Linked DNA regions of Mus musculus: regions 1, 2, 3, 4, 5 and 7 are each linked to region 6. A link is a contact called in public HiChIP or PLAC-seq, Micro-C and promoter capture Hi-C data. All regions are on one chromosome and are shown on one strand. The core of a region is the stretch at or near the end of the contact, and the rest is flanking DNA. Distances in the headings are between cores, read along the strand shown. Region 1 holds the start of Unc13c (unc-13 homolog C). Region 2 has its middle 200 kb from the start of Gm33459. Region 3 has its middle 180 kb from the start of Gm33459. Region 4 overlaps Wdr72 (WD repeat domain 72). Region 5 holds the start of Wdr72 (WD repeat domain 72). Region 6 holds the start of Onecut1 (one cut domain, family member 1). Region 7 holds the start of 4933433G15Rik (RIKEN cDNA 4933433G15 gene).

What was found. Promoter capture Hi-C pulls out the DNA fragments that hold promoters and counts their contacts. Hi-C and Micro-C count contacts between places; a contact is called where the count stands out from the background. HiChIP or PLAC-seq counts read pairs in DNA pulled down with a chosen protein or histone mark.
Region 1: a contact with region 6 is called in an H3K4me3 HiChIP or PLAC-seq map of embryonic stem cells, with 7 read pairs. The contact joins the promoter of Unc13c here to the promoter of Onecut1 in region 6. A contact is called at or near these places in 1 of 39 promoter capture datasets (hippocampal neurons) and 4 of 115 datasets of contacts at active chromatin or transcription factors (acute myeloid leukemia, embryonic forebrain, embryonic stem cells and 1 more).
Region 2: a promoter capture Hi-C map of liver shows a contact between it and region 6. The contact joins the enhancer-like site here to the promoter of Onecut1 in region 6. A contact is called at or near these places in 15 of 39 promoter capture datasets (the 3T3-L1 cell line, 3T3-L1-derived adipocytes, the HPC-7 cell line and 9 more), 10 of 484 Hi-C or Micro-C datasets (the AML12 cell line, liver and nephron progenitors), 19 of 115 datasets of contacts at active chromatin or transcription factors (astrocytes, differentiating embryonic stem cells, embryonic basal ganglia and 11 more) and 2 of 9 other capture datasets (embryonic stem cells and liver).
Region 3: a contact with region 6 is called in a promoter capture Hi-C map of liver. The contact joins the enhancer-like site here to the promoter of Onecut1 in region 6. A contact is called at or near these places in 5 of 39 promoter capture datasets (cranial neural crest, embryonic stem cells, liver and 1 more), 5 of 484 Hi-C or Micro-C datasets (embryonic stem cells, liver and nephron progenitors), 16 of 115 datasets of contacts at active chromatin or transcription factors (astrocytes, differentiating embryonic stem cells, embryonic basal ganglia and 10 more) and 1 of 9 other capture datasets (embryonic stem cells).
Region 4: an H3K4me3 HiChIP or PLAC-seq map of neural tube shows a contact between it and region 6, with 8 times the contacts expected there. The contact joins the enhancer-like site here to the promoter of Onecut1 in region 6. A contact is called at or near these places in 11 of 39 promoter capture datasets (the C10 cell line, cranial neural crest, embryonic stem cells and 7 more), 1 of 15 datasets of contacts at CTCF or cohesin (large pre-B cells), 10 of 115 datasets of contacts at active chromatin or transcription factors (craniofacial prominence, embryonic basal ganglia, embryonic forebrain and 7 more) and 2 of 9 other capture datasets (embryonic stem cells and pancreatic islet).
Region 5: an H3K4me3 HiChIP or PLAC-seq map of forebrain shows a contact between it and region 6, with 7 times the contacts expected there. The contact joins the promoter of Wdr72 here to the promoter of Onecut1 in region 6. A contact is called at or near these places in 19 of 39 promoter capture datasets (the 3T3-L1 cell line, 3T3-L1-derived adipocytes, the C10 cell line and 11 more), 2 of 15 datasets of contacts at CTCF or cohesin (large pre-B cells and stem cell-derived epiblast-like cells), 2 of 484 Hi-C or Micro-C datasets (the CH12 cell line and pancreatic cancer cells), 14 of 115 datasets of contacts at active chromatin or transcription factors (craniofacial prominence, differentiating embryonic stem cells, embryonic basal ganglia and 10 more) and 2 of 9 other capture datasets (adipose tissue and embryonic stem cells).
Region 7: a Micro-C map of embryonic stem cells shows a contact between it and region 6, with 3 times the contacts expected there. The contact joins the promoter of 4933433G15Rik here to the promoter of Onecut1 in region 6. A contact is called at or near these places in 1 of 39 promoter capture datasets (pre-B cells), 1 of 484 Hi-C or Micro-C datasets (embryonic stem cells) and 1 of 115 datasets of contacts at active chromatin or transcription factors (microglia).

What each region holds. Positions count from the first base shown.
Region 1 is chr9:73,967,041-73,970,801 of GRCm38.p6, reverse strand. It overlaps Unc13c (unc-13 homolog C), which reads left to right and starts at 1,765. Exons shown (of 33, transcript NM_001081153.2): 1 at 1,765-2,308.
Region 2 is chr9:74,323,152-74,326,959 of GRCm38.p6, reverse strand. No RefSeq gene overlaps it. Among named protein-coding and RNA genes, the nearest start is that of Gm33459, 200 kb to the left of the region's middle. Within about 2 kb of position 1,994, at least 11 of the 459 cell types and tissues checked have an H3K27ac peak or open chromatin away from gene starts, as enhancers often do. A contact at or near this core is called in extraembryonic endoderm stem cells, hepatocytes, liver and 1 more, where this site is marked.
Region 3 is chr9:74,347,650-74,351,339 of GRCm38.p6, reverse strand. No RefSeq gene overlaps it. Among named protein-coding and RNA genes, the nearest start is that of Gm33459, 180 kb to the left of the region's middle. Within about 2 kb of position 2,294, at least 8 of the 459 cell types and tissues checked have an H3K27ac peak or open chromatin away from gene starts, as enhancers often do. A contact at or near this core is called in embryonic stem cells and liver, where this site is marked.
Region 4 is chr9:74,185,511-74,189,115 of GRCm38.p6, reverse strand. The region is part of intron 14 of Wdr72 (WD repeat domain 72); the gene reads right to left. Among named protein-coding and RNA genes, the nearest start is that of Wdr72, 77 kb to the right of the region's middle. Within about 2 kb of position 2,160, at least 21 of the 459 cell types and tissues checked have an H3K27ac peak or open chromatin away from gene starts, as enhancers often do. A contact at or near this core is called in embryonic basal ganglia, embryonic limb bud, neural tube and 1 more, where this site is marked.
Region 5 is chr9:74,108,918-74,112,995 of GRCm38.p6, reverse strand. It overlaps Wdr72 (WD repeat domain 72), which reads right to left and starts at 2,662. Exons shown (of 20, transcript NM_001033500.3): 1 at 2,297-2,662. It overlaps Gm33407 (a long non-coding RNA gene), which reads left to right and starts at 2,712. Exons shown (of 4, transcript XR_379627.2): 1 at 2,712-2,863; 2 at 4,010-4,078.
Region 6 is chr9:74,860,176-74,864,299 of GRCm38.p6, reverse strand. Onecut1 (one cut domain, family member 1) reads right to left here and starts at 2,379. Exons shown (of 2, transcript NM_008262.3): 1 at 899-2,379. The coding sequence starts at 2,003. Gm33562 (a long non-coding RNA gene) reads left to right here and starts at 1,164. Exons shown (of 4, transcript XR_870924.1): 1 at 1,164-1,238.
Region 7 is chr9:75,408,710-75,412,544 of GRCm38.p6, reverse strand. It overlaps 4933433G15Rik (RIKEN cDNA 4933433G15 gene), which reads right to left and starts at 2,361. Exons shown (of 4, transcript NR_040719.1): 1 at 1,779-2,361; 2 at 681-837. It overlaps Mapk6 (mitogen-activated protein kinase 6), which reads left to right and starts at 2,529. Exons shown (of 6, transcript NM_015806.5): 1 at 2,529-2,682.

The sequences.
Region 1 (3,761 bases), core at 516-3,015, 890 kb after region 6:
AATAGAGAGGGCCACCTGCCAAGATCTGGCATAAATACTGTGTCAAATTGGGGAATATTTGTTTTCAAATCACATAATGTTATTGACTGGTTGTTATAGTTGGTAGGAAGAATACGTATGATGTGTATCTGTGTGTATGTTTACGTGTGTTTGTGTATGTGTGGCTGTGAGTGGGTGTCTGTATCTGTTCGTATGTCAGAGGACAACCTTGGGGGTCATTCCTCAGATGATTTCTGCATTTTGTTTGAGGTAGGGTTTCTCAGTGGTCTGGAACTCCACCAAGTAGATTAGGCCCACTGGCCAGTGAGCTCCAGGTATTCTTCTGTCTCTCCACCTTCTAGCTTGTCATTGATGGGATTAGAAGACTAAACCACCTGTGCAGGCCTTCTGCATGGACTCTAGGCATCTGTGTTCAGGGCCTTAAACTTGCACAGCAACCAACCGTTTTACTGACTGCCATGTCCTCAGCCCTGGAATGGGCCTTTTTATACAAGTTGTATCCAAAACTGTTTAAATGGGCTTCACTGGGTGTGTTCACTGCTGCTGCTGCATCTCACATGTTGATGGGAGTGTCATCTCTAAAATTGACATTCCTATTCCTATCCTTACATGGGCTGAAATAATGGCTTATAAGTCAGATGCACACTTTGTGCATCTGATTCTATCTTAGCCACTAGTTGATAGGATTTCCTGATTGGGAAAATACCATTCAATTATCGCTCGTGTGTGTGTGTGTGTGTGTGTGTGTGTGTGTGTGTGTGCGCGCGCGTGCACCATCCATTCTTGGTATAAAGATGCCAGGGGTGTAAACTTGTATCCCCGTGCTTATATGGTCAATGCTTTATATATATATGGGGAGGGGCTGAACCATATCTCCAGCCCCCATCCTCTCATTTTCTACAAAGCAAAGGAAATAAAATAAGTAAGCCAGAACACCAGATGCAGCTTAAAGCCTACAAATTATTCCCAGACTTGAGCTTCTTTAAGGCTCTATTTTAAGATGCAGTACGTTTTATATTTGTTTCAACAGGAGGGTTAGAGGATTAAAAAATGCTTAATTGATGGAAAGTAGGAGTGGTTACTCCCCCCACCTCCTCTACTCAGCTAAGCTAAAAGGAAAAGCAAGCCCCATTCAATTCTCAGCCAGATCTGGAAGACATTATTGCAGGAGAAAGAAAATCCTTTGAGCATTCATGTTTCTCTATTGCCTACTTTGATAAGTGTATGTGTGTCTAATCCTAATTATTGAGGGATCAACCTTCATATTTACAACTGCTTACAAAAAAAACCCAACAACAACAACCCAACAATAACAACAAAAAACAACCCTGCTGGGAGAGAAGGCCAAGGTATTGCCTCCCTCTTTAAAAAAAAAGGGTTCTGTTAAGGGTATCTTGCCAGACTAGACAGTGGACTTTGTGTGATTCCAAACACAGTCAATAGCATGTGAAATAATAATTATTATTAAATACCATGATTAATTTAATAATTATCTGTTTTACTAATGCAAGTAGCAAAATTGGCCCTATGGTGGTCACCTATGATCCCCACGGCCCCCGCCCCCACCCCTATATCCCCACCTCCCCTACCCAGGGATGAAGGCAACACCTGGCATCCACATCCATTCATTTCCCCAGCAGGAAGCCGTGACCCTGCTAGTGAGGTGTGCTTAAGTCGTGATGACCACACCTGGCAGCAGAGCATCTCTTAGGGATCCGGGCTGAGGAGCCTTCTCTTAGAGTGGCTCTATGCAGCTGGCGCAGCAGAGGGAGCCTGGACTCCAAGGGAGGAGGCTAGGAGCTCAGGTCTCTGCTGCAATCGGAGGATCCCGGGCTGCAGCCGCTGTGTGAAGTTCCCAGCACACACTCCTCGGCTGCTGCTCTGCACTGTCAATTGTGGGTGAGCCAGGACAACAACAAGGAGAGGGATCCCATTTTGCCTTCTTAGAGAAAGGGCTGAGAAATGAGCCGCCCAAGGAATCTGGCAAGGAGAGGAGTGAAAGGCAGATTCCTGCCAGCAGCTAAGTTGTAAAATTGCTTTGGAGGCTACCCAGGGAGCGCGATAGAATTGATAAGAGCAGCGCGCAAGCCGGGTTCCTGAGCAAAGGCATGCCCGGCTGCACTTGAGTCTGGGCGGGCGCAGGAACGCTGCCTGCGCCTCCTGCAACTATCTGTGGCTGGAATAAAGGAAAAGAGCCTAGGAACACAATTGCAAGGGGGATTCCTGGACGGAAAATACATCTACCCTCAAAGGAGGGGAACAACAACCCAGCTGGCCTGTGTGCGTTTTTAGAAGGAGAATCCCTCAGGTATGTTTTCTTTACCTCGCTGAGCTGCTTCATCTGCATGAATCTTAGCCTCTGTCTGTTTCCCACCCCAATGGTTCTTTCTCTCCGCACTTTTGAATCACAGTGCGGTTCTATCCATATAGGGGATACCCCTGTAAAAGCTTGCTTTTCTAGGCTCATAATCAATTATGATTTATTGGAAATCATGGTTTTGAATGCAGCATGATAACTGTTTGCTTAGTTTGCAGTCAACTTTCAGGGGAATTACTGCATAGGAGCAAACAAGGTTGGGCTAAGAGTCGGGGGTTCTCTTCAGTCCCTTAAGGTTTGGGAATGGGTGAAAATGAAAGTCAAAGAGATTTAAAAGTTGGGCGCTTCTAGGAAAGGGTTAAAAGCCAAGCCTGGTGTTGGTGTCACCTAAAGGTGTGCAGCTGAGCCTCAGGTCTGGGGTCAGCTGAGCTTTGGGATGGTTCTGCCTATCCAGAGCTGGACCAGTCCCTTGGGTGATGATCATAAAGATTTACTATTAAGAAGTGAGGTTGCTTGGCTCTGTTTTACAACTGTTCCATGACACAGAAGGAGGCAGTCTTTAAAAAAAAAAAATCCCAACCAAGACCCAGCTACATGAGTAGAACGAACTTCTGCAATTACGTCATCAGCATACTTGTATAATAAAGAGAAAGACCCAGCAAGAGTCATACCTGGGTGAAGTGACAAAGCCGAATTTCATCTTTCCCGTGAGGGCTTTAGAGAACAACATGAAAGAGGTGGGTGGAGAATGTGCAGAACTGTGAGTTTTTAAAAAGCTTCCGTGCTTTGGAGTTCATAAATGAAATGTCCCTAAGGAAAGAATTTTGCCATTTTTGACTCGTCGATACTTTCTTGTGTATATAAAATAGTTTCTAGATCTTCTGCATGTCTATGTGACAGGGTTTTTTTTTTTTTCTAAAGCTTTAGGACATTGACTTTTAATTCCTGTTCTACTTTTTAAAATGATATATTAGCTGCTATAGATTAGAACTAATAGGATTTAAATCAGTTATGCACCTTTGGCCATGCAGAAGATCATCACTCTGTTTTTGTAAAACTTAGCTTTTCTTTCTTTCTTTCTTTCTTTCTTTCTTTCTTTCTTTCTTTCTTTCTTTCTTTCTTTCTTTCTTTTTTTCTTTTTGCCAAGTGGCAGCAGTCTGGAGTACTGAGCTGGGCTTTACACCAAAATGAGGTAATGAGTTGTTACAAAGTCCTTGTTGGGATAGTGGAATGTACTAGAATAGGGTGGATATCTACAAGCAGCTGTTGAGATCACAAGAACAGAAGATAGAGAAAGGGTTTCTCTACGGGAGCAGGAAGCGCAGTGTGTTGCTTGGATTTTGACATGTGCTGTGGTGCAGGTCACCCATCTGTAGATGAGGCATCCTAGCAGAAATGTGATAATAATTTCAGAGCACTGTATAAATGCTTATCTTTAAGAATA
Region 2 (3,808 bases), core at 745-3,244, 540 kb after region 6:
TTTCAATTATCAGTGACCTCCCCCATGTTTGTATATTATTCATCATTTATCTTACAAGTGTTTATTGGTGTTATAGTCTCTAATTTTCCTTTTAGGGTATTATTGGCTGAATACATTGGCCATTTCTTGAGGTGAAGTCCCATGATAAATGAATTCTACATTTTTAGACAGACTGAGTTTATCATGCTTTAAGTTATTTCTATTTCATTTATTTATTTGTACATATGTGTTTGTGTGGCATGCACATGGTACAATTCATTGTGAAGGTCCAATAGCAACTTGTAAAAGTTGTCTCTCTCCTTCTATCACATGGGTCCCTCATGTCACATTCAAGTGTGGCAGCAAACACCTCTACCTACGGAAGTCATTTTGCTGGCCCAGCATAGGACTGTGAAGTTTAGAAACATTTTCATTTTTAGTCTGCTTTCATAGATGAGAAAACTTCACTGGAAGGGATAACAGCTGAATTCAATGGAGACAGAAGAGTCTACATTTAAACTGCTATGCTATTATTTATTTGGTGACAAAGAATAAATTGTGTAACTCTTTGCATTTAAATGACCTACCTTCACTGTAAAGTTTCCAGAGATTAAAAATCAGAGCACACCATGAAGGACACAAGCCATTCTTTTACCTGGTAAATATCCACTGTAATCATTTTGGCAAGCTTGAAACTAAAGGGCCCCTGGTAAAAGAAGTCATCTGGCCTGGCTTTATACTTTGAGCTGCTTCTGCTGTTTGGAATGGCCATTTTGCCATCTGCTGTTTACCCAATACTGATGAGGTGACTCAGTGTTTTTCTTTCGCTACTACCTGACCTGGTCCTTGTGAAATATCTCCTGATTTCAGACTGCATCTCCCCAGATTGTGAAGCCCAGTGGCTGCTGAAGCAGTCATGTTTCAACTCCTTCAGCACACAGTGTCACAAAACTATTAAATAGGGAGAGATAGAAGGGACTTGGGATGGTCATATATGGGGACTATCAGGAATTCTTCATTACCTGGTCTGTTAAATGCTTCCGTATTATTGATTTGCCTCTCACACATCTGGCTCCTAGGGCAGAAACATGATGTGATCTCTGCCTGCTCTGCCTGCTGCAGGCACAGGACAGTAGCAAGAACAGCTTTCCAGTTCCTCAAAAATACTACAGGACATACTAAGAGATTACCTCAAGTAAAAATCAAGGCGTTGTTTTGCTCCTAAAAGCTTTTAAAGTCATGAGAAAGAAAACACGTCTTTCTTTTCTTAAAAAAAAAAAAATAGAACCAATAGCTTCAGGAAACAGATGCATTGTATGTGTGGCTAATCCTTAGGACATGTATACATGAAATTTGAAAATAAAAATTTTGTCAAATATCTATGCTGACATCTCTAAGCATCATAGCTGGCTATAGATCCTTGAACTTTCACTGATGGGACACTCTTGCTGCAAGCAGTACAGAGATAGAAAAGAACACCACGCAGATTTTCCAGTCTGCCTTGTGGTTCTTATAGTTGCTGCTTCTTATGATAATTGACATCTTATGTGTTGATAGCATGCAATATTTTTTAATCTTTATATTAACCAACTACAGGTATAGTGTGCAGATTTTTAAAATATTCTCCTATCAAATTTTAACTTATTTGATTTTTTTTCTATTTTTTTTTCAGACAGAGTTTTATGTAGCCCAGGTTGGTTTCTAACTCCTTATACAGCTGAAGATAGCTTTGAACTCTGGATCCTCTGCCCTCACCACCCAAATGCTGACATTACAGATAGGCACCACCATATCTGGTTTACGATCATGTTGCTGGGAACAGAACTCTGAGCTGACTGTGTGTGAGGCAAACCCTTTACTAATTGACTCACATCCATGGGCCAATTATTTGATGCTTTATCCAATGAACTAAATTTGTTTGATGCAAACAAAGGCTTGGAATGAAGCTCTCTCAGGCTTGTGCAAGAATGGCTGATTCTTTCTAATTCTATGGTGCCTTTGTACCCGGCTGTGCTGAGCTTGGAGGGTTTACCTCAGAATGTGACCTCGCTCACTGGGAAATGCAGTTCTTCATGAAGAACCAGGTACTCGCTTCCCAGCAACGCAGCCTAAGTAAATGCCCAACTCAGACGGTCAACATCACTGTCACAAAAAAAAAAAAAAAAAAAAAAGCTTCCCTGTGTCACATCACCACACATTTGTCATTAGGGAACTGCACACTCGGGCATGTCATAAATATTTGGTCTACGTAGACCCAGCTTGACCTTCTTGCGAGACAGCAAGAAAAAAAAAATCTTATCTTCGTCCTTGGAAAATGTACAATTAAATGAAGGGAAAGTTTGAATGTGGCCTCTGAGAGACTTTGTTTCCCTGAAAACAAAATCATTTTGTTCTAGTCAATCAATAACCCTACATGGTAAATGTGAATCGCAGGCTCAGAACAAGGTTATCGGCCATAACATTTCTTAGCACTTTCATAATGTTATCAGGAATTAGAAGGTAACACTTATCAAATATTTACAAGCTGTGTGGGACACAGCACAGGGTAAATACACGTATCTGATAATATCCAAGCTGCATTTTAACACAGTTGCAAAAAAAATCTCAGAAATGTTTGCTTTGCAATGATGTATTCTTCACTCTGTAAAAATTTAACCATGGCGATGCTCTAGTGACAGGTGGAATGGGTCACAGGACAGCAAAGGTATCTCAGGTGAAAGGTCAGGACCAGCATAGAAAGACATACCCCAGACTGCACAGTTTTGCCCATGCCAATTGAGAAGGATACTAATATTAGCATATATTGGAAATGTGAAGCAAATACCAACTGTATATGGAAGGCATATAGTAACACAACACCACACACACACACACACACACACACACACACACACAGAGAGAGAGAGAGAGAGAGAGAGAGAGAGAGAAAGAGAGAGAGAGAGACTAAATAGCTCAACTTCTGTGAGCAACTCCTTTGTGTAGCCACTGGTGACATTTATTCAATTCCATGGGACAGAAACTTATTTATTTTTCTCCCTTCACAGATTGGACAGTTTGCTTCTGTAGAGGGTTCACTCACAATCAAGAGCCTTCATGATCTCCTCCCTCATAGTAGATCTTCTATTAGACAGGGCAAAAGGAAGGGAAGGGAAGGGAAGGGAAGGGAAGGGAAGGGAAGGGAAGGGGAGGGGGGGGAGAGAGAGAGAGAGAGAGAGAGAGAGAGAGAGAGAGAGAGAGAGAGAGAAGGATGGAGAAGATTAGAGAAGATTAGCCAGAAAAATAGGAACCCCACAGCCCCAGTGCCCCAACCCCTATCTTGATACCTTGATCTGCTAAACTTAAATGTTCTGAAGGCATCCTGCATGCTGATGTCCTCTCTCTCTCTCTCTCTCTCTCTCTCTCTCTCTCTCTCTCTCTCTCTCTCTAAGTATGGAGGACAGAACTGGGAAGAATTTGAATGGGTGTAGCTGAATAGTAAGACATGGCTATCGTGGTCTGACAGGTTGAGTACAATGAAATATAAATTTCCAAAATAAAACAATTACTTAAAAATAAATTATGTTGGTAGGGTATACAAATACACACACACACACACACACACACTAGAGTGTTTACACTGTTGATTTCTTAGTCCTTTAATCTGAGAATTGTTTGGTTCAACTGCAGAGATGTACCACAGCTAAAAATTTAAGTTTGCAAGAATCATTAGGAATAACGACAGAAAGTCTTAAAGAACTCTAGCAAACATTTTCTTCTAAAATTATAATTTGTGAAGTTCTTTTCAAGTATGAGAAAAGAAATTTAAAGCTAAAAGAAAACCAGAATCTAT
Region 3 (3,690 bases), core at 1,045-3,544, 510 kb after region 6:
AAATTTTACTTTCTTCCCATTCAATAAAAGTGGGAGGAGAGGAGAAAGGAGGGGCTGTGGTCAGGATGTAAAGTGAACAAATAAATTAATTAATGAAAAAAATCTATCACTGTGTAAATAATTAAGATGAAGGTCTCTTTTAAAAAAAGAATAGGTGAAACTTACTTCCTTCCTTCCTTCCTTCCTTCCTTCCTTCCTTCCTTCCTTCCTTCCTTCTTTTCTTTCTTTCTTGAAAGGGTTTCTCTGTTTTAACAGCCCTGTCTGTCCTGCAACTTACTTTGTAGACCAGGCTTATCTTAAACTCATAGAGACTGCCTGTCTCTGCCTCCTGAGTACTGAGATTAATAATAAATAAATAAATTTAACCATAACAATGCTGCAAAAATAATACAAAAGAATGAAACTGTCATGATTCCATTTGCCTATTTACCAAGGGGCAAGATTAATACATGGTAAAAGTAGTTAGCCTAATGATATGTTGGGTGGATTTTAGCCCAAGTTGTGCAAAAGCAAGGATTCTGGGGTTCTGGTAAATCTCTGTCCTATCTGCCTGGAGGCTATGGTTGTGTTCCCAGCATGGAAATTTGTTACATAGTACACTTATGTTTCCAACCCTTTCCTGTCTGTGTGGGTTTATTAGCTAAAATGTGTTACAAGGCTTGCAGGTCTAGAGTTGCTCACAGAAGGTAGTACAGAACAACATTTTTTACTGAGTGCATATCAAGTGCCCAGCTCTAATGAAAGGCATGTGGCTACATCATCTCATTGAATGTTCATCATGACATTACTAAGAAGCTATTATAATCTATATTAGTAACTCATAGAGGCAGGTCACAGAATTCAGACTTTTGAATGACAAAACACATTCAACTCTGCAGGGAGCTGTCTGCTTTAGTAGATCCTGTTGTGCTAAGTCTATAGATCTAATTTCTTGCCTTTCATCTTTTAGCTCTCTTTTTCTAGATCAACATGGATTTGTTTGCAGATTTATGTTTCTGCCCATTGCTTTCACTCCTACCCCCTTTCTCAGAAACTCTCCAGAATATGCCAGTAAGACATTAGCATAGAAACAATACAGTGGTCTAGAGACCCTCCCACCCCCACCCCACCCCACCCCACCCCACCCCACCCCACCCCACCCCACCCCACTTCTTTTGTAAGTAGGTAATGCTGAACCTACCCCAGTGGAACAGAGCTCATGCAGCCAGTCTGAATCTGTTCTGAGAGAGGGTAGCTTGCTGCTCTTACTTGATGCAAGCCTATCAACTTCTAAACTATCCTTGCTGTCAGCCACCAAAACACAGCGGCTGGCTTTCACAGAAGAGCCCCCACGTCTCTGCGTTCCTATTCCCCCACATGAGATTTTCTGGGATACTTTCTTTTGAGGATGGCTTCCCTGGATTTGCCACAGGGCTCCTGGCAGAACAACCTGCCATTAGTGATGCTTCCTTCAGGTTAAACATTTTAGACTAATCAATAATTAAATGGCAGATAAATGGCAGGAGGATCATGTCTAATATAAATGAGAGCAGCTGGAGAGGCAGGGAAGGGCACTTTGGGTATCATTCGGCAAACCTTGAGACATGCTTCTTTCGCTCCTGTTCACTTGGGGTGAAGTCACCAGAGTGAAAGAGAACCTTTGGGTGTCTAGAACATCAGGGTGTCAGTTTCCCAACACCTTCATACTCGGGCTTCATTTTGAGGTGTCAGGAGCACTATTTTTCTGGTTTCCGATCACCCAGGAGGAAACTTTTGATTCTCAGGAGACATTCTTCTTCCTCAAACACAGGTCAGACCAGCCACCTCTGAGCACGGCCTCACTAGCTCTGAGGAATTTTGTATCTGCTGTCTTGCACATGATTTCATAAGGAATTCTTTTCTCCTTATTCCTTCTGACCCAGCTACCCCACTTCGATGGATAATATCTCATTTTGGAGAACAAAAACAAAACAACAAAACAAAACAAAACAAAACAAAAAATAGGTTACATCCAAAAGAGCTGACCGTCATGTGTTTCCTGACTCTCTGAGGTACAACTGACAAATGAGTCACCCAGGCCTTCCCTGTCCCAAGTGGGGGTCTGCTGGCCAAGGAATCTTTGGCCATCCCACCTGCCTGGCATCTAGGACCATGATGAATTGTCTCCAAGTCCAGTCTCAGATTGTTTTTTAACATTTAATTTAGTTTCTTCCTGTGCTTGGATGAACATGGCCATGTTATGGATTTCTGTTCTAATGTACACCAGCAGGCTGGAAGAACAGGCCTCAGCAAGCTGTGGAAATTAGAGAGACTGAATCAATAGGCAAGGTCATGACCCCTGGCTCGGATTCAGTACAGTGTCCTGAAATTCTCTCCCCTGAACACCCTCCTGCTGCTTCTAATGTGAGCCTGTGTGTAATCCCAGGGAGGGATTCATGTCAACAAGCCTGTGCCCACCCCTCATGTCTCCGAGAGGACACTCCTCATCACAGACACTAAAAAGAAAAAAAAATTGTGTAAACAACAAAGTTGGAATATATAAACATCTAGGTTTTTGCTTCATGTGCAGTTTGTTAACTCCATCTGCTGAAAGACCCTTTTGGAGGAGGATAGATAGATGAGGACAAAGAGACAGATGACCTGCCAATCCTGGGGCACACCTCTAAGAAATGATTCCGGTCATCCACAAGCTTCAAACAAAGAGATGGAGTCTCTTGAGCCTGCGCCCTGAAATTTTCATGAGGCACAGAACGGCCAAAACCAACCAGATTTAAACTGTGAGAAATATCTCTGGCTCAGTGGAGAGGCTAGGAAGGAAATGTTTAAAATGTATTCTTGAAAAGTTAGCAGGTTCCTTTAACCCTTTTCAGTGTTCAGAGCCTATATTCCCAAACATAAAGTGAGATTCCCAACCAACCCATTTCCCATGGAGATTTGGAAGTGGATTCTGATCAGTTATAATTTTCCTGAGTAGGAATAACGAATGCATCAAAACCTCGGGTCTACAAAGGCAAGCCCACCACTGGTGATTTATTATATTTACTAATCACAGGTTCCAAAGTGAGCTGGCATCAAAATGATCAATTTAGAGAGGAAAAAAAAATCAGAAAGATCTATCTTTTAGGGAAAAGGTCTAGAGTGTGCAAAAGAAATCAATAACAAGAACATAGGGGATCAAGGGGGGTTGGGATAGGAGGGAAAATGCAACCCTGGAATGTGGTTGCTGCTTCTGTTTATCAGCGGAGGCCACACAGCCTAGAGAAGTCGACTTTGTTTTCTTTGGAGGGTAATTCAGTGTGTGATAAAGCATAGACCTATCTAAACCCCCTACTCCAGAACAGGAGTGTGAGGACGCTCTCCACCCCAGTGGGGATGCTCAGACCTCCTGTTTCATCTTTGACAAGCCACTTAGCCAGTCTCTTACCTTTCAATTATTTCACGAATTTCCAGTGCAATGTCATATACTAAGTTTCCACCCATTACATTTCCATGATGAGCCTGTTGAAAACATTGCTTTGTGTTTACAAATGTAGGTCTTGGTTGGCAAAGGTTGAGATCTGCAAGAATTCTGGACAATTTGGATGTTTGCTCAATTTGGGAGACATCTGCAATGAAGAGTAAATCTTGTGCTTTTCCACAACTTTATTTGGGCATGAAAATGCACAAGCAGTTCTCCCATGTTCTTTGTGGGTATCACAAGGATTGTGTCTG
Region 4 (3,605 bases), core at 911-3,410, 670 kb after region 6:
GGAAAGAAGTGAAGAAAAGAGTGAAGAAAATATTCCTAAGCTGTCATGGATAGGTCAGACAGCATGACCATGATCATAGCATAGCATAGGTCTAAAGACCTATTGAAGTATTCACAACAATAAAGGCACATTTTAAAAACATACATAGTAAGTCATGTTGATGATCTTTCTTAATTAAGCTAAACATAAAATGGAATGCCTGATTCACTTAATTCTTGTCGAAGTTTCTGTGCTGGATTGATTCCTCTGCCACCCACCCCATACCCTAACCACCCTTCCCATGCACAAATAAGTTAGCTGATAAGTATAGAAAGATTTTAGTTCCAGAATATCTTAAAGATCCAAGAGCTTCACATCCCAATAGGACTGGTGGGACACTGAAGGGAAGGGTCATGACGTAGACTCAGGCTGCAGGGAGCACTAGGAGGTAGTATAAACATTTATTCATTGAAAACTCTTCCTTGAGAATTAACAAAAGAGATAACATTCGAAGAAATCAAGGCTGAGCAAAGGCCTTCTCTGGGAGAAATCAGGGCTACCTATCAGCAATTATAAAAACAATAACGTTGACCTTGAGTCAGCCTTAAAGGTCTTTGTTCACAATTGGACTATCAGCTTTATGAATTTTCAGTTGCTATTGCAGCCAAAGACGCAGTAAAGGCAGAGTTGACCAGAGAGTAATAAGACAACAGCTGTTCCTGCCGACCGGGATGAAAAAGCATTTGAGAAAGGACACATCACACTGGCATTTTCTATGTTAAAAATGACAGCTCTTCCACATTCCACTCAACACACCTTAGATGAAGACTTACGACATCTCAGGGAAATACCAATAAAAATCCAAAATCACATACAGTCAAAGCAAGAAATAATTTAAACAAATTGTATCTGCAATCCTGGGAGATCAATAGTCAGTAAAGGTTTTTATAACTTGAAATGTTTTATGGTTCAAGATTTTACCCTAAGACTTTTTTTTCCTCATCTCGAGGATGCAATTTTACTTTCTCTGCTGTATGTTAAACATAATGTCTAGTAATAAGAGAGATGCCTGTTCAGAGAGGAAATAATAGACAGATCCAATCAAAGAGGGAGAGAGGGAAAGGGGTCCTCATGTGGAGTTATTGAAATTAAGAGATTCAATAGCTATTACTGCCCGTCAGGTATCATAGCAACCTTGTATGCTTTTAAAAAAATAGTGCTGGAAAAGTCTCCAAACCTGCAAGGCTACTTTGGGAGCATAACACTGTCAACATCTGTTGGTGTTGCCATGGGCACAGCACAAAAGATTCTGCCATCCATATGTATGTACACACACACACACACACACACACACACACACACACACACACAGAAGAAGAGAAGAAATGTAGAAGACACATTGACAAGAAAGCATCAAGAAGTCGTTGGTCTGGCTCTATAACACCGCCCACACTTCTGTCTTTTTTTTAAACAGTAATTCTTTTCTTCAGAGTACAGAGATTCCAGATTCAACTGCCCTGTAGTTGTGACTCAACAGGACGCAGGGTGTGGAAACCATATCCTAAAACTCTACTTTGGTACCGTCCATGGCAAGTCTTAACTGGAATCTCAAAGTGGACTGCGTTTAAAACAATACTTAAGCTTCCACGTCTCCACCCTCGTTGGCAGTTGATAGGTCCACAGGAAAGAAAAGAACAGGTTCCTAGGAGCAAGAAGCTGATATTGATTTTTCTTTTTTCAGCAGCGAGTCTCCGTTCTGTGTGGCTGCTGTCAAAGGCAATCTCTAACAGCTGGAGTCAAATTGTACTATTTAGAGAAAGAGCCCTTGTCAAGTGGACCGTAAGTCCCCCAACAATACGCTATTCAAATGGCACTTTGCCACACAAATTGCTGACTGGATGAATAACCTGTGGCAGTCACTGAGGCCAGTATCAAAGTTCCATTTTGATGAGAGGTTTTACGTTCACACATTAAACAAGCTTTCTTTGAAGAACTATGAGGCCGTATATCTTGGGGCCTCGGAATGCTGGAAATAATTAAAATCTGTTTAAATACATCAAGGGAACGTGACAACATTAATATGGATCGGGTGTTAACTACATTTGTCACAGGGGTAGAAGCAGTGCCCATCAGTGGCTGGCACCCCCCTCCCCGGCACGTGCAGCACAAAGCTGGGCTCTCGCCAGCCGTGCACCATGAAATAGGCGCTTTTTCCTTTTGTAACCCTGATTTACATGGCTGACGAATGTTTAGATTTGAGCCAGGCTTTGAAGTCCTCTGAGGAAAATCAGGGTGGCTCCTGTGCAGGAGGCCGGCAGCTGGAGTCACTTCACCATGCTTATTCCTTCTGTGGGGACCAGACCTCCTGAGGTAGGTTCTGAAACAAAGCTGTGACAGCCTCTAATAGTTTTTCTTGTGTCTGAGGTAACTTTCTGAATGAAAAAAAAATAAATGGAAAGTCTAAATTCATGCCACTAAATGTGAGATAAGATGTTTTTACACAAAGCAGTTAATTTTTTTTTAAGCTTTATCAATTAAGGAAGCTTTTATTCACCTTGCAAAACCTTCTGAGGAATGGTTAGCTGTCAAAAATATTCATTGTTTCATATATGATTCAAAAAGCAAATTATCATGCCATACCATTACTCCTACAGGTTTTTCTATACTGCCTGACACAGGGAGATGCTACCAGCCAGTCACTGTGTTCTCAGGAGAGATTGAGTAAAGTGAAATATTTAAAACAAAAAACAGAACACCAAACTTAGAGAATTGAATGGTTTCAATGTTTAATAACAACTCTATTTTCTTACAAATTTATACAATGTTTCCCATGATACTTATACTTTGATCAACTATCAAAAGGGATGCCATCCAAATTACCTTCTAAAGAGGTAAAAAGGAACAATCTACATGGGAAATTTATATGTTTTATTTTTAGTTTTGAATATATATATATGTATGTGTGTGTGTGTGTGTATATATATATATATGCCGCGTAGCTGTAGTGCCTGAGAATGCTATAAGAGTGCCCAGGATGCTATGCAGTTACAGGCATTTGTGAGCTGTCTGACATGGGTGCTAGAAACTAAACTCAGGTCTTCTACAAGAGCAGCAAATATGGTCAACTACTAAGCAATCTCTCCAGCCCTCTATTTTTATATAATGCAATTATTTTCAAATAAATACTACTTGCTCTCTTCTAATGCAACGTAATTTTGATAACGGAATATTTAAATAAAAATGGAGTTTGATTTAATACTGCTAATAATACTAATAGTATTAATACTAATAATAATAGTGATACTATCTCAATGAGATTTAATTTATTTTACATGTGAATCTACAGGTGAGATTTTTCAAGTACCATTATTTTGTTCTCTTTGGTTATTTTATGTTTCAGTTATTTTGTGTTTTGGTTATTTCATGTATCATGAAACATAAAGCAACAAAAAACCATAAAGTAATTTTTTTGCGTTGGATATTTGGCTCCGTGGATAATAGCACACACTGATCTTTCAGAAGTCCCCAGTATCCACATCAGGTGACTTACAAGTACCTGTAACTCTGGCCCCAGGATCCTCTGCCCTCTTATGTCCTCCATAGGCACCTTCACTCTTGTACATATA
Region 5 (4,078 bases), core at 1,413-3,912, 750 kb after region 6:
CTCTCCCCTGGAAGAGCAGCAAATGCTCTCCATCCTAAGAAAAAGAACATTGGAGAAAGTATTCTCATTTGTTGAATGACTATTCACTGCAAGCCCTGTACTGTTCATGGTATGCATTCCTTCAATGCGCAGCACAACATCCTAGAGTATTAACAGCTCTAGACAGGAGGAAATGAGATATGGAGAGCAGAGTAATTCGTCTAAGGTCCCACCAATCCTGAACCTCATGTCCTTAGTCAGCTGCCAAGGAGTCCAGCATGCCAGAACACTTTCTGGAACCAAGAGGAAAGTCCACAGTCCAAATTCTGCAGAGCAGTGCTCCCCAGCACTAGATATAAATATCGGCATGCTAAGAAGAGTTCAGATAGTCTTCCTGATAAGTCCACATCCTGAAAGTTAAGAGAAAATGCACACATTCGCATGTGCGTGCGCGCGCGTGCACACACACACAGACACACACACACACACACATTAAGGACTTTTGGAGACCACAAAATCAATATGGGAAGAGACTCAGTGGGACTTCAAGAATGAGCTGTAACTGGAATTCAGAACACAGTTCAATTCTTTCCACCAGGTTCTCACTATAACCTCTGGCCTCTGATTCTGCATAGTCCAGATATCTTTTTTTTTTTTAAAGATTTATTTATTTATTATATGTAAGTACATTGTAGCTGTCTTCAGACACTCCAGAAGAGGGAATCAGATCTCGTTACAGATGGTTGTGAGCCACCATGTGGTTGCTGGGATTTGAACTCTGGACCTTCGGAAGAGCAGTCGGGTGCTCTTACCCACTGAGCCATCTCACCAGCCCCCAGATATCTTAAAAACGGGTTTAAAAAAAAAAAAACTACATTAAAAAGTGATTCAGAGAAGTCTCACCTACAATGAGCTGGCAGAGCAGTTACAGAGGCTACCACTATGAGTGATTATAAATATTATTATTATTAACAGAAATAACAGGCAAATTGTGAAGCTGTTGGGATATCTGAGAGCAGCAGCCTAAAAACCCTGGAATGGTCCACAACAATACTTTCAAGGTACTGCCAAATATCTCAGGATTTAACCATACTCCTTCTCCATGAGACTGAGAGAGCATGCACATGAGATCCCCAGATTTCTTATGTCCCCTCTTGGTTAAAGACAGTGAAAGTTCCTTTGCATATGGTAAAGTCTGGCCACTGACATTATCTTGAGAAAGAAGTTCCAATGTACAAATATCTATCCCCTTAAAGAAGTGGTGATATTGGACTCAACACAGAAGATTGACTTCTGTGGTTTTGAAAATCAATCCTCCTTTTAGAGTGTCACAGGAAGGACTACCCTTCTCTTTTAGTGTATTCTTGAATATACTTTTGAGGGACTTAGTACTGAACTAAGTAAGGAACTAAAGGAAACAAAGGAACAGGTGATGGAGAGAGAGAGAAGAGGAGGAGGAAGAGGAGGAGGAGGAGGAAAAGGAGGAGGATGGACTGCAAGTAAGCATAGCACTTGTTAGAAAAAGAGCTTACTTTTCCAGAATTCTTGAGATTCCTAGAAAGTAGGAGGAGGGGCTCACTGGCCCCCACCCCCTTGCAGTGGAGCTAACAACAGCTGATGACTTCAAGTCCAGGACAAGGTAGTAGGGGTGTGGCCCTACTAGATGGACCATGCTTCAGTGGAGGGCTCTAACACATGTTATGTGGGCAGCACAATCGGACTCCATGGATTATTTAAAAACAAAACAAAACAAAACAAACAAAAAATAAAAACCAACTTGATGTTGGGAAGGAGGAGTGCCATGGTGAAGTGGATTTAGGTGGGATTAAGGGACAGAGTGGAAGTGACTATGAATGATCCAAATACATTGTTTGCATATATAAAATTTCCAAAGAATTAATAAAAATATTGTATAGGGAAAATACACTTAAAGGTGGGGGTGGGGTGAGGAGGGGGGAGTTGGGAAGATAGAGAAAGCGAAAACCCTCTATGTGCACAGGGACAGAGGCAGACAGAAAAGGGAGACGACAGATTCTGAGTATGTGCATTAGCTGAAAAAGTATTCTCCCAAATTGGCCTAGTGTTCAACAGCTGACCTTGAACTCCTGAGACAGACGACCTCCAGGAGGAAGAAGAAAGAGTGTAAGGCAGAGCTGGGCTCTACCATTGTTAACTGTACACAAACGGGCTGGAAGGAAAGATTCCTGCTGGACTGGAAACACTGCCCTAGAGGGAGTCTTGCTAGCAAGTCACCTTACCCAGTTTTCTTAGAACAGGCATCCCCCTGCCCTTTCAGCCTCTCCCCGTCCAAACTTACAAGAGTCTGGTCTTGGTTAAGCAGGTCTTCTTGGCTGTCTCGGCTACAGGTGGGAGCAGGGGCTTTCCTCAGCTCTGTGTTGGGAGCAGCCTTCAGCTGTCACAGCCAGTAAGAGCTCACCTCCACCGGGTTCTTCCTACTGCTGCGGAGGGAGCTAGTTGAAAAGTCCGAGAAACTCTCTTCACGGGAAAAAAAAAAGAACTCTCCCAAAGCACCCGGGAGCAGTTTCCCAGCAGAACCCAAAGTGGGGACACTACATGCAGCTGTCCGCAGCCCACTCCCACGGATGTTCAGACTCCCAGAGAGGGAGGAGCTGGGCGCCTTCCCGGAGCTGAACCAAGCCCACAGGTGACAGGGCCGGGCTCAGAGGCCTCAGGTCGGATCCGCCCCCACCGGCCTCTGTCTGCCCCGCCCAGGCCGGCGCTGACCCAGCTGGCTCTGGTCTGCCTGCTTCCCACCGCCCTCCTATAGTGGACTTGCCTGCCGCTGACCAGGGCCGATCTTTCCAGGGACACTGCACCCAGCAAAGGGCCAAGGTGCCAGGAGCACTAAGAACTTTAATGAGGGGTGAGAGATTCCCCGTGAGTCTGGAGAGCTGGGTTGCACTGTTGAGACTGCTAAGAGGGCTAAGAAAAAACTCAGGCAGTAAAATGCTAACCCTCACAAGAATGGGGTCCTGAAGCCAGTAAAAATGTCTGGCTTGGAGGCCTGTGCACTTATAATACCAGTTCTAGGGAGAGGCAGACAGGCTAATCCCCGAGGCCAGCAACCTGGCTAAAGCCCTGTGCTCCAGGCTGTGAGAGACCTTGTTCAGGGGGAGGGAAGGGGCGGGGGGGGGGGGAGGAGAGGATGGTCAAGTATTTTAATTGACAGGGTAGATTGGAAAAATGGATTGGAAAAATGGCCCTCTGCCATTCTTGGGTCACCCAGTTCTTTTATCCTTCAAACCATGAGGTCTCTGGATTAGGAGAACCCCTGCAAATAGGTGGACAGAGATTTTTAGCCCCCAACACCCCTATAATATCCGGCTTCTCAAGTGCTCAGGACATGGGATCCTGCCCAGGATGACCGAGTCCTAGGTTATAGATCTAGGAAAGACCTTCCTGTTCCCATCTCTGCTCTTGCTATCTTTATGTCTTAGTGGTGCCGATTCTCGTCCAGTTACAGCCTCACTTCCATCATGAGTTCTGACCCCTAAGTATGCATCAAAGTTAGGAAGTCCAAATGTGCCTGGTCTCTGAGACTCCCTTCAATGTCCTGGGCAGAGGCTTGAGTTTTCACAGGGGCCTGAGTGTGGAACAACTCAAGACTTAGTTGCTTATTAAGAGATCAGCCATAGTAACCTGGGATTTTATAAGCCAGCCTGCTGTTCTGGGTCTTACCCTATTAGGTCCAGTGTCAATCCATGATGCTTTCAAAACCAACAAGGAATAGGATCTGGGGAGAAGCTTTGGGGTTGAAGAAAGTATTGTAAAAATGTAACATCATGGGAACTTTACCCCAGGATACATTTTTAAAATGTTGACAAATAGGGTCTCTCTCCATCATAGAAACACGGAGGGGCTATGCTGCCAAGAATAACTCCTTTGCCCTTGGTCTATTTGAGAGACCCTATAGATCTCACCTGGAAGGGTTCAGTCCCTCTGCTAACCATGGGACTGGAGTTTGTGTTTTCCCAGAAAGACCAGATAAGCTTATTTGCGTTCCTGGCAGATCCATCAAGCCCAGCACTGCGGAAGGTACTGATGAAGCCGATGGAGCTGCCGAGGACAACCTTGCAGA
Region 6 (4,124 bases), core at 1,130-3,629:
AGCTGTCCACTAGGTCTCTTGGCCCACTACAGGAGCCAGGCCTGGTGCCTGCACTTGGCAGCTGAGACTTTCAGTGTCGTCCCCCGCCCCCCTCCCCCAATCAAACAGCCTGCTAGGAATTTTGAACTGGGTGACAGGCTTGCTGATTCGAAAGACATTTACACATTCCCACCCAGTAGCAGCACAGAGACTTAGATGGGAAAAAAAAAAAAGCATGACGACGACGCAAAAGCTAGTTGTCAGCCCAGGCTCAACCGGGAGTTTCCTGGGGGATCTGGTCACTGTCCGCCTCTGTCCCCTTCCTTTCCACAGCTGGTTATATACTCAGCGATGTGTGATAACCCCTCCAAAGCAGCCCGCCATGCACTGATCGCCTGCAGGTTTGGAATCTGTGTGCACACCCTATTGAAGTGCGGACCCCCTTGCGCGTGGCGCCAATAAAATCGGCCAAGAGCGGGTCGCCGCAGCCAGCTCAGCCAATATTGACTGGCAGCTTGAACAGCGCCTGGCCCGCGCGGGGTATGTGCCTTGAGCAACGGGTGCTAGTTCTTGGTATGCTTCGTCCCTTCCTAAACCCTCTTGTGTTCCGCTGAGATTCCGCCAGGTTCCAAGAGTCTCTCTGCCCGCGGCTCAAAACCTTGCAGCTCTGTCCCCGAGCACAAACGCAACCCCGAAGTCGCGGAGGCCACCTTGTTCGGTCTTCGAAGCCTCCCTTAGCCCAATGCGCTGAGCCCTTGGAGAAGGAGGAGGAGGAGGTTGACTCCCTGAGCTGGCTCTTCCAGGTCTAGGGACACCTCTCTTGAAGAAAGGGGAGGCGGAGCGGGACGAAGCGCGCCCAGCCTTTCTCATTCCCTCCCACCGTCAGTCCCTTATCTCGCCCACGCGCCCAGCGCCTCACCTGCTAAGCGGAGCGCCGACATGCGCTGGAACTCCGGCTCCTGCAGCCACTTCCACATCCTCCGGAAGGTCTCCCGACCCGACTTGAGTTTGCTCCAGGGCTTGGGGTTTCGCAGCAGGTCCGAAAGGGTCCCCTGGGAACGGCAGAGCACCCTCTGCGCGAAGATGGCCTGTGGGATGCTGTAACGTTTGAGCTCGGTGGTGATACGCTGCGCCACCTCTTTGGTATTGATCTCTTCCATCTGCCCTGAATTACTTCCATTGCTGACCTGCGCGCCGGTCACCGAAGGGTTGGGCTCTCGGGCTGTGCCCAGGAGCTGTCCGTGGCCCTGGGCATTCAGGTGGGCATGAGGATGGTGCGGAGGAAGGCCGTTGATGGGTACCATGCCGGCCGAGGTGGGCGTGAGGTGCTGCTCCCCGTGGCGACCGAGCATGGCAGGGTGGTGGGCTTCAAAGCCATTTGGGGTGAGCATCTTGTCGGTGGGCATAGCCGCGCCGGGATGAGCATAGTGGGGAAGTCCTTGCTGGGAGTTGTGAATGCTGCCCAGACCGGAGCCAGAGAGGGGCGAGAGGCTCTGGCCCATGCCAGCCACGTCCTTGTGGTAGGGGGTATAGAGGTTATTCATAGAGGCCAGCCCGCGCTCATCCCGCATAAGTGTGAAACTACCGCTCACGTTGCCCGCCAGGCGCTGGTGGTGGTGTGGGTGGTGGTGGTGATGGTGGTGGTGATGATGGTGAGGGAACTTGTCGGACACGGTGGAGATGGGCGGCAGCGGCTGCAGAGGGGTTAAGGTAGTGTAGGTGGTGGGCATGCTCATACCTGGGGGAGTTTCACAGGCCATGGTCATGGTGGGGTGCAGGGGGCCAGCCAAGCTGTGCTCAGGGGCGCGGTGGTGGTGGTGGTAATCGCTGCCTCCGCTGCCGCCGTCCAGCAGGGACGCCATGCCCATGGAACGCGGGTGCGCGGGAGGCAGGTGGCTGCCGCGGTGTCCCACGGAGCTGCGCGCGTGAGGGCTGCCGCCCAGCAGGTCAGCAGGGGCGGGCACCGGCTCATGGCTCACCCCGTGCAGCTCGCCGATCGCCTCCATGGTCAGCTGTGCGTTCATCGTGATGCGGGCGAGCGGGCTGCAACATCGATGTGGCCGGGCAGAGGCGGCGAGGGGCGCAAGGAGTCCAGTCTTCACATCGGCTGCCTGCGACTGTGGCCTTTCTTCCTCTCACTGTGGGGATCTGTGTCTCTCGCTCTCTCTGTGTGTGTCTTGCCTTCTCTCTTGCTCCCACCTTCCCCTCTGTCTTTTTTTTTTCTTTTAATATTAATTTCCAAAAAGGACCCGTGCTGTTGGGAGAGCGCGGTACCCCTAGCCCACCCAGCCCGGCCCCCTCTCGCCCCTCTTCTTAGAATCCTGCTGCCCCAGGCTCCCTTGACGCGGCCCGTGCGCCTGCCGCGGCTGCTGCCTGCCTGTGCCGCCCGCCAGCTCGAGCCATGGCTCGGTTACTGTTGCAGACTGTGGCTGCGATTCCGTAGCCGCCGCCGCTGCCGCTGCCCGCCCTCACGCCCGCCGGGCGTAGCGCGCATGCGCGCTTCCAGGCCCCGCCCCCTCGGTCCCAGCGCTCCGTGACGTCCCAGCACAAATGAACCGAGGGGGTGGGGTGGGGGTGGGGGGGACAGAGCTTTCTCAGCGGCGCCGAATGGCCCGGGATCAGTGAGCACGTGCACGGGACGCGCGCAGAGTGCGACCTGGAGCCGCCTCCACAGTCCTCGGAGACTTGCTACCTCCTGGTCTTCCTCACTACCTCCCTCTCTCTTTCCATCCGGACTTTCTTGCCTGGTTTCTGTCACCGTGAGCCAGCTAGGTTTGAGAACCAGAGCCCCTGAGTCTGAGTTGCTAGTTCCCGGTACAGGTTACCGGCGGGGAGTAGAAACTATGTCATGGCCCAAAGCCCACTCGCCCATTGGGCTTTATTCCCTAGAGGATCGCTGGAGACCAACTCATTCACTGTCCTTAAATAGTTGTCCTACGGGGACTTGGGACGTGTATATACCCTGAAGGCCTAGGTCGGGACGCTGTATCCCGAACTGCCATCCATGATCCTCTCAAGTACTCCTCGAACTACCTTTCTCCATCTGAGCCCGGGGCCGAGGAGCACTCAGGAATCTGTGCTCAGTGAGGAGCACTCAGATCGAGGCCACCCCTCACTGTCCCAGACCTCAAAGAAGGTCTGTCACTTTGCTCCCAATTAAGATAGCTCTCCCACTTTGGATAACTCTGCTTGGGGGATACTGAGGGAGACAGGAGAGAGGGCCTGGTTAGCATGGAAGGGGGCGGGGGGGGGGGGACGGAGCTGGTTTTTTAGTTACTCCACAGCCTTTCTAGAAAAGAACCTAGAGGCTTGGAAGAAGTACCCCACGCAGGCAGAGTGCACGCGGCTGAGCCGAGCGGCTTGGACCGCAGGGACGCTTTCCTTTTCCTGGCGTCCCTGCAAGAAGCCTCCAGATTTGAAAATCAATTCAGCTTTGGGCATAATTGTGCCCCTGTCACAGTCACGCTCCAATCCGGAATTGAACCCGGGCCTTCAGCCTGGTGGGGACGCGTGGGGAGGCCCCCAGTGTGGGACACACACCCGGCCGCCACATGCCGCGGCTTTCTTTTATTTACAAAAGAAAGAAAGAAAAAAGTCCGTAACAAAAGGCAGAGCCTTGTCTGCTTAGGTGCTTTTATCCCTTGGAGAAAGGACAGATGTGCCCATTGTCAGGCCCTTGGCAGTTACGGCCGGGTCAGCGCCGAGTCTCAGCCTGGGGCTAGCGGTGCTCACAATAAAGATAGCCTCAGAGCGGGCTTTCAGGGCTCAGCTACTGAACAAAGTGTCTGAGGCCTGCTCTGTGCCAAACACAGAACCCACCGCCTGTGTTTCCTTGTAACGGTTTTCAGAGAGCCTAGGATTGAGTCGTGGTGGTGGGGTCTATAAGAAAATTTTGGTGTGGTCAACCCAGGGTGTGGTAACCTGAAATCTCATCAGTTAAGGTACAAACAGGCTCATCTCTTAACCCAAGTGCCTGCCTCTAACAGCACAAGGCCCACAGTCAAGGTCAGTGGGTACAGAAACACTTCCTAGAAGACTAACTCTGCTGGGTCTCAACATTAGAACAGGATCCATCCTACCCAAATAATTCCTGTGGACCCTACTTCAAGCCAGCTTGGTCATGATCATTTAGGAATCTGAACCCC
Region 7 (3,835 bases), core at 1,112-3,611, 550 kb before region 6:
GCTATGGATGGCTGTGGGCTGCCACGTGGATGCTGGGAATTGACTCTGCTTTTTGCTACTGAGTCATCTCTCTTTTCCCAAGCCCTGGTTTTATCATTCTTAGTACTACATAGAATAATGGCCTGGTTTGTATCTGGTGGCATTTTGATTTGCTATAATGTAGGACAAAGCTGCAAGCTTCCCTGTTGCCCTTCCTGTTTATAGGGGATGGTCTCTTATTCAGGTTGTTTTTCTGGGTAATGAAATTTGTTGGTCATGACCCACACAAATGATTGGCCTACTCATTAAATAATTGTCATATACAGCTTCAAAAACGACTTGGAGAAGCTGGGTGTGGAGCATTGGGGAGACTGAGGCAGGATGAGCGTGAACTTGAGGCCAGTTGGGGCTGCACAGACAGACGTCTTTCAAAACAACCCCCTTCCAAATAAACCAAATGTTAGGGGAAGTGGCCTCCACTCATGTTTATGCTCATACAATAGGATTAAAAATCTAGCCTAGCTGTATTACCATGAACAAAATTCAGCTGTGCATACAAACATGACCTTTTTCTTCCTAAAAATTCCTTGGCAATTTCATACACGTATATAATGAAATGTGGTCATTCGCACTCCCTGCTGCTGTCTCTCATTTTTTGCTTGATTGCTTGCCTGCTTTGGAACCCCAAGGGCTGACCTCACCTCAAGATTCTCCTGTCTCAGCCTGCAGAATGCTGGGATGACAAGCGTTCACTACCACACTTGGTTTATACGCATGACCGACTTCAAGAAATTCTCATCCAGGAAGATGAATTTGCAAATACCTTATCGCGCTTTCAGGCAGGGACTTCCTCAAAGCCTATTTTTGGAAAGAACACATAAGTGACTAAACTCATCAGGGTAAACTCGCCTTCCACCCCCCCTCCCCCCACCCCCCGCCCCCAGCAAGATTCTGGGCTTATCCAACATTAAATTCTCCTAGACTTCTTTCAAAACTCTTCCCTTTCCCATCCTAAACTGTCACACCACTCAGTCCCAGTCAAGACCCCTTGATGAAAGGCCTATCATAAACCAAATCTCCAAAATTTTGTACCTAGCTCACCCTGACCTCTCTTTTAAGATTCCACAAACACTTAACATCGTGGACTCCTTTGACTCCTATAAAGCAATATGGCTGGCTTTAATGGAAGTCAGCAGAGATGCATTATAAACTTTCTGAGAGAAAGCATACGGCTTGCTATTTATGCTCACCACCACCACCACCCCGGGGGGTCCAGCCATTAGAGGAAGATGGAGGTCCCAGAGTCCATCAGGAGGAACTAGAGGGAGGACAGAGTGGGTCGGTGGAGCAGAACTTCACAGTGCCGGCTGCACTCAACAGCTGTAAATCTCGCTTTCTGTAGGCATTACTGCTCTTCTCCTGGTATTCAGATGGTATTGCTTTAAATATAATAGAGCTGGGCTCAGCTGCCTAAGCCTATAATCCAAGCTCTGGGGAAGCTAAGGCAGGGAGATTAGGTGTGCTAGGGCAGGCTGAGTTATAGAGAGATGCTGTCTCACAAAGCATATATTTTAATGTATCTCTGTATTAGGAAACATTGAAGCTCCTCTCAAGCTCTTAACTTCAAGTGACTGTGTCATCTCTGAAAGGGGTTTGCTGCTTACAGTGGATCATGGACTGCAGTGGCCATATTTTCTTTAGGATGGTCAATTACCACTGATAGAAAGGGCTAACCGAACCTCTCATTTTTCTTTTTTGTGAGGCGGGGTCTCAGTAGTCTGGGCTGGCTTTGAACTCACTATGCAGCCAAGGATTAACTGTATCTTCTAATCCTTCTGGTCTCCAAGACAGGGATCACAGGGGTACAACAACAAGCTCTCCCAGCCTTTTGAGACAGGGTCTATTATATAGCATAGGCTGTCCTGGCACTACATAGACTAGTTAACTCATGTGCCACTACTCCCAGGCAAACCCTGTGCTTTTTATATCTAAGTTCCTAAATACTTAAATTTCATCTAAGCACTGGAAGGGCAGCTATCTACCTTTCTCAGCACGCCTATGTCAAACTCTGGCTGGTCTCAGCGATCTCAACAAGCCAGCCACCCTGCTGACTGAGCTTTTGCTCAGTTTTCCCAGGACCCCTCACTCATTCACCTCCCTGGTTACCGCGGATGCTTCTAGAAGCAGCCAACGGACCCCGGGGACCGATCCCAGGGGCCTTCCCAACACCACCCTGAGCTTATCTGCTCAACAATCTGGCCTAGCATATTCGCCTTCGCCCACTTCCTCCCGACAGCACGGGACCCAGCAGCCGTTCAGACGCTCGCCCTGTCGGGTCACTTGGTACGACACTCTGGGCGGTGGTTCAGCTGAGGCCGGGGTGTACCCGCCAGCAGGCCGCGTGCAGCTCCGACCGCCCCCGCGGCGCGCGCAGTCACGGGCGTTGGAAATTCCGGCGCGTGCGGCTCCCCGGCTGGCGGGGGCGGGGCCGCCGTGGAGTGAGCCTGTGACGTGAGGGGGCGTGCCTCTGCGAGGCCCCGCCTTCTCTCCGCGCCCTCTCTGGCGGGTCGGGGTTACATGGCGGCGACTGCGGCAAAGCGAGAGCCTCGGAAACGCCGCTGCCGCCAGCACAGCCGGAGACCTGAGCCGACCTTGAGGGCTGTCCGCGGGCCCTGCACTCTGTCGATGAGTCGGAGAAGTCCCGTGAGTGTGTATGTGTGTGTGGCCGGGTGCGGGCCGGCGCGGGAGGGAGCGGCAGAGGGCCCGGCGGCGGCGCCGGCTCCCGCGTCCATTGTGTGTGACCCTCCGGGCGGCCGCCGCTCAACAAAGACGCTTTTGTTCCGTGTGCCCGCTCAGCCCGGGCGGCGCGGCCGGCTGCGAGGGCCAGGTCCCCGCGTGGGGCTGGCGGCGCGGCCGGCGCGCCCCTCCCACCCGGCACGCCCCTCGCCGGGCAGCCGGCCGCAGGCATAGCTGGCGGGCCCCCGCCGCCTGCACCGGGCTGCGCTTCGCGGGTTCGAGTCCCCGCCGCCCGCGCCCGGTTCCGCGGGTTCGAGTCCCCGCCAACGCGCAGGCGAGGGCGGTGGTCCAGGAGCGCTTGAGGCGGTGGAGGCTTGCCTTCCTGGCTCGCTGCCTCCCTCAAGCTCTCCTGTCTCCTCCCCTCCCCAGCCTGCCCGGGTGACTCGGCCTCAGCTGACTCCGGCCGGGCAAAGTCTCCGGCACGTTGCGTAGCGCTCTGCTCCTGCCCCTAAGTCCGCCCAAGTTTGTGCCTGGCGGTCCACGAGGTGCCGGGGACCGGCCTGAGACAGGGCTCCTGACACCTTTCCGGACGTTAAGGTGTGATCCGGAAAAACACCCTGATGAAAACGTACGTTACCGGTTACAGGCCTCCTCACTTGGAGCTTGTTATGATCGGACTTGGGAGTTGTGAGGAGTGGAGGGCTTTCGGCCGCCTTTTGTTCCTGCCTGGCTTTGGCTCTCCGGCTCAGGTGCCTTGGGGAAGCTGCGTGCAGCAAGCTCCTTTAGATCGCTTTCGTGTTTTACCTTTCTTTGACTTGAAAGTAGGAAAGATGGAGCGCAGGGACTTGGTAAAGGGGAGTTAGGTCTCTTTACAGTATCTAAACAGTTCGTGTTCGTTGCTAAGAGTCCGGAGGCAGTATTAACTTTTTATGGATACAGATAGATGATTGTCAGAGGGGGAAATAAAAACGTTCTCAGGCCATCAAACGAAGAGCAGCTAGCTTCAGAATAAATTGTTGATTATTCTAGCGTTTTTATTTTGGTAAAATTCTGGGTTTTGACGTTCTGTCTCTTTAACGTTGGAGAACTGCGTTGGAAAGAATTTGAGAAGAATGTGGGG